Linked DNA regions of Sus scrofa: region 1 is linked to region 2. Evidence: chromatin contacts called from public HiChIP or PLAC-seq data. All regions are on one chromosome and are shown on one strand. The core of a region is the stretch at or near the end of the contact, and the rest is flanking DNA. Distances in the headings are between cores, read along the strand shown.

Region 1 (2,757 bases), core at 31-2,530, 150 kb after region 2:
GGGAATGCAGAGGGTTTATAAAAGGCTTGATTCCTACTCTCAAGCTTCTTAGTCTAGTAGGGAAAGATGCGATACAAATCCAAGATACAAATGGTTCTTCCTCGCCCAGCTAGAATCTCTCTCAGCTAGTAAGTTCCATTCCTTGTGATTTAACCTGGATGAAGAATTCACTGCTACAAATCATGCAGTGTCCAGAAGGCACGAGCCAAACTTGCACTTCACCATAAGCCTAAGGAGCCTGGGGGTGGAGGGTGGGGAGAGGTTCCCTGAGGTCAAAACCAGACGTTCCTGCTGCCCTTTGGGGCAAAACAGGCAGCTCGCCCTCTATCCTCCCTGAGTCTGGCTCACTGACCAGATAATTCAGCTGGGAATCTGCTACTCTATTCTGCATGAGTGTGTGCACTATCCACACTGGTGCCTTGCTCTACTGTCTGCCTGCTCCCCTTACCTAAAGTCCTTGGTACTGGTGCTTGTTAAGCACTTCTGAACCTCACCGCCCACTCCCAGTTCTCTTGCTGCCCAGGAATTAGGCCCAGGAGAGATATGTGGTTGGCCAGAGGAAAGTAGAGGTTGCCAGGGCTAAGCCCCTGCTGTTTAACTCATAAAGCAGCAAATATTTGAGCCCCTTCTGTGAGCCCACTCCTGCCAGCACTAAGGACTTAATCAAAAAGTCACAACTTCTGCCCTGTGGCTCTCACAGTAGGAAAGGCAGATACTCAAAACCATAAATATAAATGCAAGGGCTGTAAAAGGAAAGTGCTGGCTACTCTAGGAGCACATAGTGGATTTTGCGGAAGCAGGGTGAGGATCGGAAAATGCAATGTTTAGGCTGAAGTCAGGCGAAGATAAAAAGTTAAGTTCCTCTGGGCAGGGAATGTTCAAGGGGAAGTGGCGGCAAGCACCCAGCTTGCTCCAGGAACTGAGTATCACGGTGGCTGGAGAGCATCGAGGGGCAGGGTAGCGACGGTAGAATCCGCATGAAGATTCCGCAGTGCAATTCTTTGTAGAAATCCTCCCAAGATAATCCTACTCCGTCTGGAGTCTTTGCCCATCTGGTCCAAGGGTCAGCTCCACTTCACTAGGACTCTTCTGGGCTGCAGCTCCAGGAGCGACACCCACTGCAGCAACTCAAACTTCTGGTCGCGTGGAAGCAGCGAGGGGTCTCCCGGTGGTCCCCTATCGAGACCTTAGAGTCGGGTACGCACACTCTTGCCGGACTGCCGAAGCCCGGAAAATCAGCTGCCTGAACCGAGACCTGGTCTAAGTCCTTGCAACTCTCCGCTGTCTGGGGGTGTCAAGTTCCATGACGAGAAAAACTACACTCCCCACAACCCCTTGCGCCTCCGGCTCGCTGCGGTTGCTTATGGCCAATCGGGAGAGGCAGCTGTGGCGGGGGCCGAGGAGGGACATTTTAAAAGGGCCGGAGATTGCGGGCGTCAGTGGCCATGGCGGATACAGCGACTACAGCATCGGCAGCGGCGGCTAGTGCCGCTAACGCCTCGACCGATGCACCTCCTTTCCAGCTGGGCAAGCCCCGCTTCCAGCAGGTGAGGACCGGATTGTGGTTTGCGGGCCGGTGGGTGGCATAGGGAGGGCGAGCAAACTCTTCTCCAAAATCCTCTTTGGCCCCAGGGTCTCCAACCCGCGGCCACCCGGGAGCTTGCAGCTACTGCTTCAGGGGACCTTGGCCAGAGCTGCCTCTTTCTCATTGGTCAACGGGGTGGGCGAGGGCTCCCACCTTAGCTCTCTATTGGCCATCCGCGCCGTCACTCCCCAGCGGCCCGCACCCTCCAGCCTTTGCCTCCCGAGGCGCTCTGTGATTGGCCACTGCCCGCCGCGGCCCGGGATCAGAGCTCCAGGGTGCGAGCTTCTAATGCAGGGTCGCTTGGGCAGTGCTGCCGTGCACTTCAGGTGGAAAGTTGAGTCTGGCCCTGGATGAGAAGTTGGCATGGCCTAGATGCCTTCTAACTTTTTCCCCGGGTGGTGACTGACATTCTTTCTGAGCGCTCACGGAGCCTCTGGGCTGCATCGGGGCCCCGCGGCCCCGCTCCCAGCCCTCCACCCCAAGCTGGTTTCGCGGTGCGCGATGGGTTAGGGCCTCGAGCCTAGGGTGCCCGCCCCTCAGTGACCCCTGTCCCTTCTGGCGGGGGACACGCTGACGCAGATAGTCGGCCGGCTGGTGCCCTGCCGGAGATGGAGCGAGGACGTGGGGGAAGAGCCTGGGTACCGAGGAAACGCTGTGTCATCCCGGGGGAAGGCAGGTGGGAGGGTCCGTGTCCCCGGGAGCCCGTCCCAGCCCCCTTCCCCTCTGCGACCTCTACGGAGGGTCTCTCTCACCTGGGCCCTGTCGCCGTCGAGCGCTTGGCTCTGTCCGACTGGATATGATTCTTGGGGGCACGGTGACAGTGGTCTCTTTCCTTCGGGATCCCCGACACGGCGTCGCTAACTCGCCCTCGGCCCAGAAGACTGGGGTCGAGCCCGCAGATCAGATATACAGCCCGGGCTGGAGGCTGGGAGGGGCCGTTCTCACGCTGCAGACCCCGGTGACCTGCTGCCTCCAGCGCTAAGGAAATGAAGATTGTTAGGAAAAGGGGCAAAGAGACTCGATTATAGTGAACCAGGCTTGCCTCGTGGAGGTGGACAGATAGAAGTTTGCAGGAAGAAAAGGAAATTGCACAAAGGTCGGTGCGTGGTTGGTTGGTGGTTTTGATGGTGGTGGGAGAGGGACGGCTTCCAGCAGAGTGGCGCACTGAGCTT
Region 2 (2,896 bases), core at 234-2,733:
CTACTAGGACAGAAAGAACCTGAGGAAGCAGGAAAAGAACAGAGAACTGAGTTGGATTGATAGGCTAAAATGAATGCATGAAATGCCAAGTGCACAGAGAACACATGAAGCGCCCAGCTTGTAGGAAGCAGCATGTTAGCTAGTCTGCTAGGTGGTATCTTAGGGTTTTGCCTCAAGCACTTAAAAGCTGGCCCTGTTCAACAGCAACTCCGGAGACCACCGAGGTTTGGGACCCAAGGAAGGTACCTGCAGCTCTGAGATGGAGAAAGGGATACTATGGAAAGGGGGGTGGGTACAGAGAGCCTCCCAGATTCACTAACCGCCCTAATTTAAGAAAAACGAAAACTAAAGTTAGGTGGCCAACTAGGAAAGCTGTCTAATGTCACATCTAGGGTAGCAGACAGGGTCAGAGTCAGAGGCCGGATCTTCCTACGTCTGAAGCAGGGTGCCCATCTGCCCTACCCATTCTTCTGGCTGAAGAGTTGCACCTGCAACAACCAGCGGAGCCCCGCACATTCAGTAGACACTAAAGATGACTTTACTTAACGAACAAGTGAATGAATGAATTCAAGTACGAGCAAAAGGGTCTGTTTCCATTTGGTAGCAGCTGGCAGGGAGGGAGGCATAGCTGAGATCCGGGGTTCCGCTCAACATAAGGTCCCCATGCTGCCTCTGCCGGTCCTAGTGAGCACCCGGCTTTACACTCGAATTTTCCAGTGCAGCCAGAAGTTCCAAGCCCGGCCGTCGACCGCGTTATGCACGCTCAATCCGCAGTCGTTTCACCCGGGTCGTGACTCCGGGGGGGGGGGGGGGGTCCAAAAACCAGCTTGCCAACGCGGGTTCGCGGGTTCCGAAGCACCCTGGGACTTGTAGTCCCCAGCCGGCCCGATCAGAGCCTTTCCTCCAGTGCCACACAGCCCTCGCCCAGGAGCCCTACTCGGAGCCCGGGCCCACCAAGGCCGCGGCGGGCCGGGGTCACCCACAGACAGGGGTCGGGGCGAGGACCGAGTCATTAGGCAGAGGAAAGTCCTGCGGGACCGGCCTTTGCCGGGCGGCGCCAGCTACCAACCAGATGGCAACGGATGGAGACGGATGCGCGAGACGCCACTCACCATCATCTTGTAAGCTTATCCAGTGGCCCGCTACTCCTCTTCCCTGCTTCGCGCCCGGGCCGCCCAGCAACCCCACAATCCTCCGCGCCAAAGAAGTCCCCAGAACCTTCGCCAAGCAGTTGGACCGGGAGAGGAAGGGGATGGGCCACTTCCGCCACTCTATGGTTCGCTACCACAGAGTCGGCGTGGCTAGAAGGTCCAGAGGCTGGTCCTCTGCCGGAGCTGTTACAGGAAGTGTTGGTAATGCAAGGGTCGCGGGCTTTCGAAAGTGTCATTCTTTTTGAGTATGTAGGGTCCTTGCTCGGCCCCCGTCACCCACTAACTCTAATTCTATTCCCCTTCTCCCTCTGGAGCCAGGCCAAGGAATGAAATAAAGGCAAACATTTATTGAACGCTGACTGAGGGACAGTTTTTGCCAAGTAAACATTTGATGTGAGTGATCTCATTTAATCCTCACAAACCTATTGGTATTGTTGTCATGCCCACTTTACAGATGAGGGAACTGAGGCCGAGAGGTTAGGAAGGGTGTCCAGAGTCACAGCTGCATAGTAAATGGTAGAGAAACAGGAGCGGACACCTAGCCCCTATGCTCGCATTCTGGCTCGGCACTGGTCAGAGCTTCCTCGAGGGTCGTGTACATCCGGCCACGTCGCCAGGGCACGCAAGCGCTGGTGGAACTAGGCAATAAGATCAGAGTAGGGGTCACCGGAGACCACTTGAGAGCTACAGGAATGCCATTCCAAGGAGGGGATGGGAAGGAGGAAGGCACAGCTGGAAGAAGGTATACCCTCATCTTGCAAAGCGACCGTGAGGAGTATTGGCCGAGACTTTCAGCGGTTGAAGCCAGTCCTGCGATCGGCCACCTCCAGTTCTGCCGACCCACCCACCAGCCAGCAAGGTGCTGCCGAATCGAATCCAAACTGAGACAGGCTGGGGCGGGGGCCGGCAGTTGCAGTTAAGAGTTTGGACCAATCAGTCCTCGGCCCCACTTCTCTCGACCAATAGGAAGTGGGCTAAGGCGCAGGGGCGGAAAATGTGGCTACATGAGCAGGCGTCAGAGCCAATCAGCCGTGGGCCTCGTTCCAGTCCGCCAACCAGCAGCCAGAGCGGGTCTGGGGGCGGGAGGCCAGAGCAGCTGTCAGGCCAAAGTCCAGCGAGCTACGCGCGGAGGGGCGGCTGGAGGAAGCGGGGCGCCGGGCCGGGCCCTGGAGATGGTCCCCGGCGCCGCGGGCTGGTGTTGTCTCATGCTCTGGCTCCCCGCGTGCGTCGCGGCCCATGGTGAGCGGCAACGGGCGGGGCTGCGCATCGGGGCGGGGCTGGGAGTCCACATGAGCGCGTCTCGGGCCGGGGGCCACGGGTCACCTTGGGGACCCCGCGAGTTCTGGGCAGGGTAGGTTCAGAAAGAGGCGCCACGATTTGGTGGGTACTCGTCCTCAGGGACACGAATTGGGCGCGGCTGGAGGCTGGGCTTTGAGTTCTGAGCTTCCCACGTCGAAGCAAGACTCCCCCTACCCCCACTAGCGCCGAATTAGGTGGCTGAGGGGGCGAGGAACAAGGACAAGCTGGAAATATGTGAGCACTCATATACATAAACGGGACCACACATTGCTACACTTTGGCTCACACACAAGCACATAGGTACATATCCTACCTGTTTGCATCTATACGGGAACATGAACATATAGCCACTACATCCATGAGCACATATGTATACCTACACTTAATTTACACGGATCGCAGATGCAAAGGCCAGGCAAAGATGTGTATGGGAAGGCGGGGGAGTT

Evidence for each region. HiChIP or PLAC-seq counts read pairs in DNA pulled down with a chosen protein or histone mark.
Region 1: an H3K27ac HiChIP or PLAC-seq map of alveolar macrophages shows a contact between it and region 2. The contact joins the promoter of SFXN5 here to the promoter of PRADC1 in region 2. A contact is called at or near these places in 3 of 47 Hi-C or Micro-C datasets (alveolar macrophages, heart right ventricle and liver) and 2 of 2 datasets of contacts at active chromatin or transcription factors (alveolar macrophages and skeletal muscle).

Annotation. Positions count from the first base shown.
Region 1 is chr3:69,699,741-69,702,497 of Sscrofa11.1, forward strand. SFXN5 (sideroflexin-5) reads left to right here and starts at 1,281. Exons shown (of 14, transcript XM_003354772.5): 1 at 1,281-1,547. The coding sequence starts at 1,446. LOC106509786 (a long non-coding RNA gene) reads right to left here. Exons shown (of 3, transcript XR_002342573.1): 2 at 2,338-2,563; 3 at 1-1,243.
Region 2 is chr3:69,545,355-69,548,250 of Sscrofa11.1, forward strand. PRADC1 (protease-associated domain-containing protein 1) reads left to right here and starts at 1,484. Exons shown (of 5, transcript XM_003125011.4): 1 at 1,484-2,390. The coding sequence starts at 2,156.